Linked DNA regions of Mus musculus: region 1 is linked to region 2. Evidence: chromatin contacts called from public HiChIP or PLAC-seq data. All regions are on one chromosome and are shown on one strand. The core of a region is the stretch at or near the end of the contact, and the rest is flanking DNA. Distances in the headings are between cores, read along the strand shown.

Evidence for each region. HiChIP or PLAC-seq counts read pairs in DNA pulled down with a chosen protein or histone mark.
Region 1: a contact with region 2 is called in an H3K27ac HiChIP or PLAC-seq map of the NIH/3T3 cell line, with 5 times the contacts expected there. The contact joins two enhancer-like sites. A contact is called at or near these places in 1 of 484 Hi-C or Micro-C datasets (ganglionic eminence), 4 of 115 datasets of contacts at active chromatin or transcription factors (the NIH/3T3 cell line, bone marrow-derived macrophages, embryonic stem cells and 1 more) and 1 of 9 other capture datasets (embryonic stem cells).

Annotation. Positions count from the first base shown.
Region 1 is chr12:52,815,678-52,821,497 of GRCm38.p6, reverse strand. The region is part of intron 2 of Akap6 (A kinase (PRKA) anchor protein 6); the gene reads right to left. It overlaps Gm51971 (a long non-coding RNA gene), which reads right to left. Exons shown (of 2, transcript XR_003950181.1): 1 at 2,907-5,820. Among named protein-coding and RNA genes, the nearest start is that of Gm51971, 20 kb to the right of the region's middle. Within about 2 kb of position 2,682, at least 106 of the 459 cell types and tissues checked have an H3K27ac peak or open chromatin away from gene starts, as enhancers often do. A contact at or near this core is called in the NIH/3T3 cell line, where this site is marked.
Region 2 is chr12:51,983,773-51,990,241 of GRCm38.p6, reverse strand. It overlaps a transcript of Dtd2 not described here. Among named protein-coding and RNA genes, the nearest start is that of Heatr5a, 16 kb to the right of the region's middle. Within about 2 kb of position 1,456, at least 40 of the 459 cell types and tissues checked have an H3K27ac peak or open chromatin away from gene starts, as enhancers often do. A contact at or near this core is called in the NIH/3T3 cell line, where this site is marked.

The DNA.
Region 1 (5,820 bases), core at 1,433-3,932, 830 kb before region 2:
GAAATCATGTCTTCGGAACATGACCAGACTGTTGCACTCATGAACTCACTGTAGCAAAGACTGCCTGCATAAGACCTGCACAAGATCAAGCCAGTCCAGCACAGAGTCGGGAGGACTCACAGTCCCCCATCTGACATTGTTGACGTGGCCACAGCCGTGTCAAGGAGCCTCAAAGGAACCTTGGAAGTGTCGAAGCCTTCCCTGGGCAAGGCTCAGCCAGATAGCAGAACATCCCTCTGGTCTCAGTGTGGTTGTTGATAATATATACAGACAATGCCCACCTGTAGCTTCCCCACTCCCATGATTATGACCTACGACTGCTCTACTACAGAAACTGTTCCTACCAAGATTAGCCAAACTTGCCTCCTTATTCAGCCATGTGCAATCACCCTGCCTCTCTACTTAATGCCTGCCTCCCTTATATAAATAATCATGCTGAGCCCCCATGATGCTGCAGCTTCTCCATCAGAGAGCGCAGACCACCCCATCCCAGGTTTTCTCTGCCTACGTGTCTGTGTGTTTGTGATTTCTTCATCCTTTGCCCCTCCAGTTAAGTCAACCCCTGGAGATGTACAGAGTGTGGTCCCCACCTCTAGCTGAGGTACTGTTGACAGATGAGGGCTTCTGTGGGTAAGAGACTCAGTTTTCTTTAAGGCTATGGTGCCTGACTGGTCAACCACACATCAGTGGAAGGCCCCACATGCATGAGTATATGAGCAGCACAAATTAGACCAAAGTTATTTAAAAAAAAAAAGACACAAGCTGGGGTGGGGGGAGGAGTGAGGACAGATCTATCTGGAGGGAGGTAAAGGGAAGAGTAGGAAATGAAAATATCAAATATGTTATGTGTATATGTGAAATTCTTACAGAACAAATAGAAAGTAATTTTAAAGTTGAACATTCCAATGAAAAGAGGGACCATGAAGAAGTCTAGCAGTTACAGCCTCCCTGGAAGGGATTCTGAGGCCATTTCAGACAGAGCCTGGAGGTCCTGGACATCTGGCTGGTTTTACAGGCTACTCCTAATCTCCTGCATAACTTAAGGCTGCCTAGTCATTTGATTTCCTATTTTTAAAGGGAACTAAAATTCGAGGTGAACTAAAAACAGAGCGTCTTCCTAAGGAAGGTGACATGGCGTGGCTGCCATTTGTAAGGAGCAGATGCGATTTGTCGTTTGGCCCCAGAGTCAGCATGGACAGTTCTAGGATTCCTGCTGCCGTTTCAAGTGACTGGTAAGCAGCATTGTGAGGTCCGACTTCCACGTGCCTCGCTAGCCTTCATTAAGTATTCGTTTCAAGAATAGACTAAGTAAATGTCAGTTACCCAACACCAGCATGACTTTCACGTTCAAGACAGTAAAATCATCTCCTGACTGTACCCTTCAAAATGGGGGTGGGGTGGTGGGAGGGGGACCCTAAAGGAGACCCCGACTAGACAGTAAGAAGTCGGGGTATTGGGTTCCACCACCTGCTAGGAATGAGCCCCACTAGTTCATTTCATGTCTCTGGAGTCTTGTGTTGTGTATAGAAAGAACAGAATAGTTGGATGGTCTGTCATCTCATTCTCTCCATTCTAACACCAAAACCAAAGTCACCTCACTTCTCTCAGTGTCCTTGGAGAGTTCTGCCTTCCTATTAGCAAATGCCTATGCCTACAATCACAATGATTCTGGAGCCACAGGCTCTACCCCATAAGGAAATCTCCTGGGCCGCAATCTTACCCCGATCTCCACAACTATTCTTTCTTTTGTGTTAAACTAGATAACAACATATTCGTGGTTCCCACCCCTGTCCTTACAACTATCATACAAATTAATATAAATACCATACATGGCCTTGATGTTTTATTTTTAAAGTATTAGTATGTTTATATTACTTGTATCTCGTGATTACCCAGTAAGGGACAGGGTAAGTATTCTAATGGCTCTAGTTTAAATGGCAAAGTTCAGTGACTCACAGCAGGCCAAAGGAATTACAGTCATTTGATACAGTTGCTAAAGGGTAGCTTGGAAATATGAACCAAAATTGGACAATGTAGACCAATTCCAATTTTCAACATTTAGATAAGTATACGAAGGCAAATATGCAAAAAAAAGAGTCAAATTGTTTTCAAAACAGGGAAAATAGAAGCAATCTATATATTTATCCGTAGATAAGTGAATTAAGGACCATCCAAGCAGTAGAACACAATGGAGCACTTATAGTAAGAGCAAAGGACCCTGTATGATACAGTAGAACTATGGAGAGAAGGTAAGTTAGCCTGCTCTACAGTGTGGCTCCTCCCCTGGGCAGAAGCCGTTCTCTGGGCTTTCCAGTCCAGTCCGACACGCTCTACCCTTACTGTGTTTGAGCATGTAACTGAGTTTTTGTTAGTTTAAGTTCATTTTAATTAATTTAAATTTAAATAATCGCATGTGACCAGACGCTACCCTACTGGACAGGATGGTGAGATAGACATAGATATTTCACGTGTTACTTTATAAACAGAAAAGTATGTAAAAATCAACACAAACACCACGAACAACAAAAAGCAATCGGGACCACATCTAGAGGACAGCCAGGAGATACAGAAGAGATTTAGTCAACAGAAACTTCTCCAGAGACGCTGCTGTGCGGGGAGCAGGGTGTGGTGTATGCATGTGGTTTCCATACCGTGCATGACTGTGCTCCTTGGAAAGTTTCCTAGATACCAGTCCACACGCCCACAAATAAACAAGAGCATGCCAAGAAAGCAGCGTCCTCTGTTGCAGCTCCCCAGGAGATGAAGAAGAGAGGAGGATCATGGGAGGGAGCAGAAAGTAGAAGCTGGAACCCTGACAGCAGGGTCCTTTTTCCTGAGAGGGTAATAAATTATTCAGCTCCCAGAATGGATTTGTGGGAAGTAGGAAGCTTGTGTTTTCTACTTACCAGCTTTGAGTATATCAAAATGGAGAACTCAACAACACACCGTATTTTCTCATGTAGCAGCCAGCCTAAAAGAGAGTCTTGAGAATCGTGCAAACCAGCTAACAGTTAACGTAATTTTTGACCTACACAAAGCATGGGGTGGGGGCTGGGTTGTCTGTTGCAGTGTTTCCCAAGTCTGATCTGTTTGCAGATAGGAAGCCTTTCTCCGTCAAATGAGGTTTTCATTGCCAGATTGTTAGACAGCTGAGAAAAAAGATAATAATCAAGCTCTCTCTTTTTTTTCATTTGTGGTTTTCTCAGCTTGGGTTATTAGAAATGAAACATAGTAATACTTCATTAGAGATTCCGGAATCAGAGAAGCTTCCTGGTGCTGGGCACATCGCTCAGTTAATTCAGCGCTTGTCTGGCATGAACAAGGCTCCAAATTCAAACCTCAGTATCTAGGGAAAAAGTAAGAAAGGGGGCAGGATGGTATAGAGGGGTGAGGGAAGGAAGGAAAAGAAAGAGGCAAGAGGAAAAGGAAGGGAAAAATAAGCTGGAGAGATGGCTCAGTCAGTATAACATTTGCCTTGGAAGCGGGAGGTCTTGAGTTCGATCCCCAGAGCCTACAGAAAATCACGGGTGTGGCGGGTGTGGCAGTACATGCTAGTGATCCCAGAATTGAGGAGGCTGTACTGACTGAAGCCAATGGAAAGACCTGTCTGAAGGTGTGCAGCAACTGAGTAAGGACACCTGAGATTAGCCTCCCACAAGCCCATGCAGGCGTGTGCACACACGCATGCCTTCACACCCTCCCCAAACACATCACAAGGAGCTTTATCAGCCCAGTTGACTACATTGGTCCAAGTTTATCATTCCATTTTGAGTGTGTGTGTGTGTGTGTGTGTGTGTGTGTGTGTGTGTGTATGCTCATGTGCATGCGAAGTTACATGAGCACAACCAGGGACGGATATCTGGTGCTCTGCTCTGTGATGTTCTGCCTTATTCCCTCGAGGCGGGGTCTCCCAATGGACCTGGAGCTAGGCTGGGCCAGCAAGCCCTAATGACACCCGACAGCCATATAGACTCTGAGGTGACAGGTGTTCATGTGTGAGCATAGTTAGCTTTTTACACGGTTCTGGCAATCTGAACTTAGTCCTCAATACTTGTATAGCTAAGCTCTCTTACCTGCTGTGCGATCTCCCTACCTTAAACTATATCATTCCTACTAAAATAAAACAAACCAAGACAAGAAAGCTATAAAGGAATTTCTCAATGTCACTTTTTAGCGGGAAACCAAAAACTTTCATGGAGAGTTAAGGAAAGAGGAAACATTTGGTACCGATGTACTTTGTTATATGGAAATGAGGTTTTAGGTGCTAACATTAAAAACTGCACTATCATTAATGCTGAGGAAGACTTAGAGACAACCAGTACTGCGTACAGGGATCTCGGTGTGAACACACGCTGATGTAGGAACACAGTGTTCTGTGGGGTTTGTTTTTATCTTGACAGGAAATCAGGTTTATTTTTATCATATTCTATTGACCACAATTTCGAACAATAAATAGCCTGCTTCTTTTAAGCATGGCTAAGGATAATTTTGTTGTGTTTTAGTATCTATCAGTAAATTATATAGGAGTCTAACTATGATTGGTAGTGTATATACTTGCCACTAATCTAGCACATGTATCCATGTATTCACTTATTAACTAAAGTCACAGGAGTGGCAGCAGTGTTTTGGTTGGGAAACTGTCACAGTTATATTTACTAAGATTTATGTGATCTTTGAGAAATTTCAGAGTTTTACACAATGGTCCTTCTTGGTTTTAACAACAGCCTTCCAAGTAAGATATTTACAACTAAAGATATTAAGACTCACAGAAGTTATCGTACTGTTTGGTGTCTAATTCCTAGTAAGTAATAGAGACCAGACCATAAGAACCAGGCCTGCATCAGCATACGCAAGCAGTTCCACTCAGCCTTGCTCTTGGTCACCCTGACACTCGGGATGACAGGAAACCAGGAATCACAACCCTTTGGGAGACTGAAGAATCCCCATTGTGAGCTGTTGAGACTGACGGCTGAGTCTCATTCTCTCAGGGTGCTTTTGAAATCTCTGAGGCAGCTTGTACTAAATGAGCCATCATCTAGGAAGCAGGCTGGGACATCCCAGTATACACTGAACACTCGACAAGACAACTACTAGAGTTCAGAATACCCTTCATTGCCATGGTAGTCACAGCCCTCATGGTTGGGACCTGACCTTTAGGGTTGGGGGCATGGCTCAGCTGGTAATATGGTTGCCTAGTAGTCACAGCCTTCTGTGCTCCATCCACAGCTTTGCGTACATGGGAGGTAGCAGGGCCTGTGTTAATCCTAACACTTGGGGAGAGGGTGGGGGCAGTAGGATCAGAAGTTCAGGGTCATCCAAAGCTAAGTAATAAATTCAAAGCCAGCTGAGGATGCATTGAGACCTTGTCCTAAAGACCCAAACCAAACAAGACACAAACAAAAAGAAGAAAAAAAAAGCAAGGAAGACACATTTTATACCATGGTGTTTAGGTAAAGGTTCTTTCAGAAGCTGCTAAGCTGTTTTCTTCCAGCTCCATTTTCTAAGCTAGAGTTCTGCTTTCCACTAAAGGGGTGGGCAGTAAGATAGCTCACCTGGTAGAGGCTCTTGTCACCAAGTATGACAGGCTGAGTTCCAGCCCTGTCATCCACATGCTAGAAGAAGAGGACCTACTCCCACACACGGTCCCCTGACTTCTATACACACATGCACATAAAATAGATGAACAAGTAAAAGCCCTGGTGTCTGTTCTCAGTGTGAATGCAAGCCAATGCATGACTAGCCTTCTTCATTCACCATTAATCCTCCGTCTCTAAGTAGAGAAAGAAAGTCTTGTAGAGGGCAGTATTAATTAAGCATTTT
Region 2 (6,469 bases), core at 207-2,706:
CATTAAAGTGTCAATTTCTGCATCTCACCCCTGATCTCTGAGAGCGGGGAGGAATTCATGATTTGTTGTTTTATTGAGTGCCAGGAACTAAATCTGTGGCTTTATGCACATTAGACAAAAAGCACTCTACCACTGAGCCGTCTTCCCAGCTCCTAAAGTCTACCTTTTTATAAATAGTTCTTTCATGTACTTATTTATTTGGGAGTATGTGGGCCTGAGTACCAGAGGTTTTTCCACGGAGACCTCTGTCCAGGCCTGGCACAAGGGTTCCAGTGAAGGGAATCGAGTGCAGACAGGAGACAAAGTCTCTGCTGTGCCTTCCAGATCACTCCTTAACTCCGAGCCGCTCTGAACTGAGTCAGGTCTGGCTGGGCAGATGAGAAGCTGACACTCCAGTGAGGAGTGCGGCCCGGACCTCGGGTGGCTCTTCAGAGAAGATCTCTTCCCAAGTGTTACATATGGCTCTTGGAACAAAAGACTCAGATGAAGGAGAAGTTCTCTAGCACCTTTAACTCACTGGATAGGATTTATATACAGTTCTGGGGGTGATTCAGGGTTTGACAGCAGGTACCCCTCATTGACTTGGACTGAGAGTTTGGGAGGAACCTTATTTGCATGTGGGAAAGCTTGGTGCTGCTCCTACATGACTGATAGCCACACATCTCTTGTGTGTGTGGGGGGGGGGGGGGGGGGGAGGCAGTAACTTCGACAGGAACCAGGGGTCCAGGAGACATGATCAAACACCTTCTGTCCCATGTAGGTGGAAATCACCACCCACTGGGTCCCACTGGGGTTCAAGACCTATGCTCGACTGGAGACCAGGCTGTCTGTGTGCAGCCCATTGCCCCAAAGGAGTAGGACATGTGCATGCTATGATGTGTGTGTGGTGGTCAGAAGATAGCTTGCAGGAAATGGTGCTCTCTCCTCACGGATTCTAGGGATCCAACTCAAGCTGTCAGAGTTGGTGGTAAACAGCTTCACCAACTTTTACACCTTGTTAGGCTCAGAATCTACATTTTACCAGGTACTTCGCCCTCCCAGTGTTCCTTACCTGTGTAAGATGTGAGAACTGATTGTATATGGCCACTGTCTGAACCAAGAGAGTCAAGAGCCCTCTAACTCTGGGGTCTCAGTGTCCTGTAAATGCTACAGTACTTGGTGTCTCTAGAATTCATCATAACAAGGGGAAATTATACTTGATGAATTATATGATCCCTTTTGTGAACTATGAAAACTGAATCATTTCTATTAGGAGTTAGTTGAACTTTAATCCAACGAATTGGAAAAAAAAGTTAAAATGTATGTTTTTTTTTCTTTAATTCAGCTAGAATATGAGTTACTCATCAAAATAATTTGTAACTTGCGAATGTTTGTTTGGATTTTAAGGTGGAGCCACACACAGAAGGAGTTGCAGACATTGCTCACAGCCTTTTGATGATTCATAGATCTCTGTTTCCCTGGCAAGCAAGCTCACACCAGCCAAGCTCACTACAAGTGCTGGCTACCCGGCATTCCCTGTCCACTGTTGGTGACCTCATTCTCTTCTCCTTCCTCCTCTTTAAAAACAAACAAGCACAAAACATGGCTTTTCTCCTCTGGATCTTAGCAGAAGCCATGGCGAGTTTAAAACTTTATATAAGTGAGAAATGAAATATCTAGGCTGGACGTGGTGCTGCAGACCCTATTCATCTGAGCACTCGGGAGGCAGAGTCAGGTGAATCTCTATGAACTGGAGGATAATCTGGTCTACAAAGTAAGTTCTAGACCAGCTAAGCTAAGACTATGTAGTGAGACTGTGTCTTTGAAAAGGAGAGAAGAAGGAGAAGGAGGAAGAAGAGGAGGAAAAAATAGAAGAGGAGGAAGAGAGAAAATAATAATGATAATGATGATGATGTCTGATAGTTTGAAGCAACTATTAAACTTTGTGCCCTCAGCCATGTTTTCATCAGACAGTGTTTTTCTCCATTGTAAGTCAGGGCCAATTTTACTCCACATATGATTTCAGAATATTGTTTAAATTACTACTCAGAAAGATGGGGAAGTCATTCATTCTATGAGGTGCTTAAGGTGCTCCATGCCTAGAACTCACCTTAAAAAAAAATCTAGACACAGTGATCCCCTTGTAATAGGAGCTCTGGAGAGCTGGAGACAGGTTGATCTGAGGGGCTGATGACTCAGCAAGCTCCTGTCTCAAAGAAATAAGATGGGTGTTTCCATCTGTTCTTCCCATGGCCTGCCTACCACTGTAGAAGCTTCCTAAAATCTATGCATATATGAAAGGGGTCTAAATGGAGTCACCAGATAATAGGAGAGACAATGCACCAAGTAGACATTTTATGCCACCAAGTCAAACTCCCAGTGCCAGGAATGGACTGCAACTTGTTGAATGGTTGTCCAAGGGGGCCCTAAGGAAACAGCCACACATCACAGGCTATTGTCAAGGCTACCGGTTATCCTTTACACCTGACAATAAAGACCCTTGTTGAAGACAACATTTCTACATGCTAGAGAACACAGAGGAGTTTAGCTGGTACCCGAGTAGAAGCATCAGGCCTGCTAATTAGTGTCTCTAGTGCTGGAAGGTTTTCTGCATGCTACTGAAGAAGAACAGCAATCATAAATATCTCCCAGCTGCAGTCCCAGGGACCACAACAGTGACCTGCCTGCAAGATATCCTGGTACAATAGAGGTACAGATGTTATAGGAATAACCAACCACTTTCTAATTGGATTTTTTTTAACCAATTCCATGAGATGACAAACCTGACATTGCTGAAGTGGGCAAGAACCTGAGACTGGATAAGTCATGGGCTTCAAGGAACACCTACTACTGTTATTCTAGTAAAGGAACTTAGCAAGAAAATTACTCCTGATGACACATTCCTATGCCCATGTGTCAGTGTCTAGCTCAACCCACATCGAGAAGCTTCTTGCAGCAGATGGGAACTAACATAGAGACTCACAACTAGACAATGTGCAGAGAGAGAGAGACTTTAGAACAGTTCATCCTAAATGGAATCTCTTCCCCAAAGCCCTCCTATCAGAGCTAGAAAAGGCAAACAAGCATATTATATAAGTTGAGAGATAGTAGACAAAGTGAATATTTAAGAAAAAGCTAAATGACCGTATCAAGAAAATGACCCAAAAAATGTGAAGAAAGGAGGAAAAAATCCAAGAGAATGATTTCATGGCCCCAGAAAGGAGCTAAACTCTAAGTAGCTTGAATGAAAACTATTCAATCCACTGAAGAGTCAAGTAAGAAAGGATTGTTAAAAAATAAATACAAAAGTCCTGCTGGGGGCATGGTTCTGTGGTACAGCACTTGTCTTATATGCAAGTGACTGGCTTCACTGTCCAGTTGGGGGTGGGGGGAAGGGAGGGAGAGAGACAAAGAGACAGAGGGGGGAGGGGAAAACAGGATGTTTGGATTGCTAGGAGGTCACTATGAACATTATTTGAATGCAAGTCTCTTAAGAGTTATAGAAGACAAATATCTTCACAGTTAATGGAAATTTGCAATTTTTGTATAGGTATAGATAACTTTTTGAAGAAGGTAGAAATAAAAGAACAAAATAGAGATCCGTAGTCTTTAGGAAGACAGTATTTTAAATTGAGGCGTTGTGGAGCTGGAGAGATGGCTCAGTGGTTAAGAGCACTGGCTGCTCTTCCAGAGGACCTGGTTCAGTTAATTCCTGGCACCCACATGGCAGCTCAGAACTGTCTGTAACTGGAGGTCCAAGAGATCAACAGCTTCGTTTTGCACCAAATGTGTACGTGGCACATGGACATATATCAGACAAAACATCCATACACGTAAAGTAGAAAAAATTCAAAAAAATATGAGCATCCTTTCAGAAGAGGAGTAATTAAGAGAAAATTAAAGATCCTCCGATCTTTCAATGTGGATGAAAATACTCTATCATACCCATAGATGGAGGGATGATCTTGGAAAACTTGGGGCATCCTCTGAGATGGTGGGAGAGGATGGCCAATGTGGGGTGAGCAGGGAGCTCCTAATAACAGGTTCAGACATCAGACCCTCTACTTTTCCTGGGAAAACAAAAACAAAGCCTCAATTATGCGGATACTAGTGGGAGTGAGGTCCTAGTGGGAGACCAGAAGTATCTGGCATAGCCACTGTGAGATACAGGTGAGCCAGCCAGCCAGCTGAAGCTATGCTATAAATAATGCAGGGAATTTCTTGGCCGTCCAGAAGCAGACTGGAAAAAGCAGATGGCTGTGCTGATTCCAGCTCGGCGACTGGCAATCAGGCAGGGTGTTAAGGTCACAGAGTAGAAGAAGCAGAACATTAGTGTCTTAGTTATGGTTTCTATTACTGGGATGAAACATCATGACTGAAAAGCAAGTTGGGGGTTGTGGGGGGAGGGTTTATTAAATTACACTTCCAGATCATGGCCCATCATTGGAGGAAGTCAGGACAGGAACTCAAGTGGGGCTGGAACCTGGAAGCAAGAGCTGATGCAGAGACCATGGAGCTGTGCTGCTTTCAGCTTGCTTCACATGGCTTGCTCAGTCTGCTTTCTTATTGAACCCAGGACCACCAGGCCAAGGATGACACCACCAACAGTGGGCTGGGCCCTCCCCATTGATCACTAATTGAGAAAATGTCTTATAGCTGGATCTTGTGGAGGCATTTCCTCAACTGAGGCGCCTTCCCCTCTGATGACTCTAGCTTATGTTAAGTTGGCACACAACATCAGCCAGTATGGCTAGGAAGACAGCACTGAACAACTCCTCTCATACACCAGACTGCACAAGGAAAGAGAAAATATCAAGGAGCTAGAGGGCTACAGAGAACAGGAAAAAAGAAGCCTGCTGCATTTTAGAAGTCAGAAGGGGGTTGTTGGCGGGAAGAGGGGAAGCAGAAGCTTTATCTAGAGGGGAAACCAGAAACCTCACAAAGCCAGCCTGCAGCCCTCTAAAGTCTCAAGTACAGCTTCAAGTCTTGCTGAGACAGTGATTCCTCTGTCGGACAGGTGAGCAGCACAGAAGAATCCCATTTTGTCACCCAATATGACTCAGAGGGCAGTGGCCAGTCACCATTCTGAAAGGGTCCCTATTTGTTCAAAACTGACCTGCACTGGGATCTTAGAACAGGGAACAACTATGAATCAGGGAGCATCAATTGAAATCCCTGAGCCCCAAGGTGAGAAACAGCCTTGGGAGCCAGTGTTGCAGATCTGGCTGGCTTCCAAACTGAAAGCCAAAATGTATGTGCAGCAGGATGCTCAGCCCAGGCGATGAAGTGTGTAGGAAATGACAGCCCCATCTTGATGACTGGGAGCAGGTCTCATCCACTCAGGACTTTGATATTCCTAAGCTTGAATCAACCTCTGGAGCCAGCTATCTCTTGTAGAGCGCTCAACCCCCAAAGTCCCAATACCTGACTTAACATTACAGCATCCTCCTCCCATCAGATGATTAGTATTCAGGAGATCTTAAAAGTAAGAAGGCAGGTCCTCTGTGCATACCACACTTGCAATGTATTTGATAGGCATCCCCACTCCATCACTAACCCCATTAGAGGTACTAGCCATATCACCCCAGTACCATCTAGGGAGTCTTGGGAGGAGAAGGGAACTTGCCCAGGCAAGACTGCAAAGCTAAATGTATCCAGCATAGGCTCCTGGCTCACACAGAAGGTAAGAAGATAAACATGTAAAGAGAAGACAGTTCTGGGGCACATCAGACACTTGTTCAAAACAGACTCAACCAAAAGCACCATAAACCATAGGAATGCAGTGAGTTCATAAGTTCAACTACCATCCCCGAGAGCAGTTATCAGACAGTCTCCAATTTCCAAGGACTCGATGCAAATAAAAACAGGGCATGGCGAATGAAGTACTATACTCAAACGTCTATAAAAAAAGAAAAACATGTCGGCACTATCCAAGAAACCTGGGATACTATCAATCCAAAGAGCAGAGATAAAACCAAAGGCAAAAAGAATCCAATCAATGAAATGATGACAGACAAGTTTCTAAACCTGGAAGAAGAAATGGGCATTCCAATACAGGAGGCATTAAGAATCCTCAACAAACATCACCAGAAAAACACTTCTTGGCATATGAAATACAAGACAAAGAAACAATAATAAAAAATATGAAGGGAAGATGTCAACTTACAAAAGAAGAAACACTAGATGTCTCTTCAGTAATCTGCAAGGCCAGCAAAGTATATTTCAAGACACACACACCCCCCCCCATTGATTTATTTATTCACTTTACATTCTATTTACTGTCATCCCTGCCTCCTGGCCTCCCCATCCCCCATCCCCTTCTCCTCTGAGAGGGTAGAGGCCCCCCTGGGTATCCCCCTATCCTGGCACATCAAGGCTCTGTGGGGCTAGGCACATCCCCTCCTACTGAGGCTAGACAAGACAGCCCAGTTAGGGAAATGGGATCCACAGGCAGGCAACAGCTTTAGGGACAGCCTGTGATCCAGTTGTT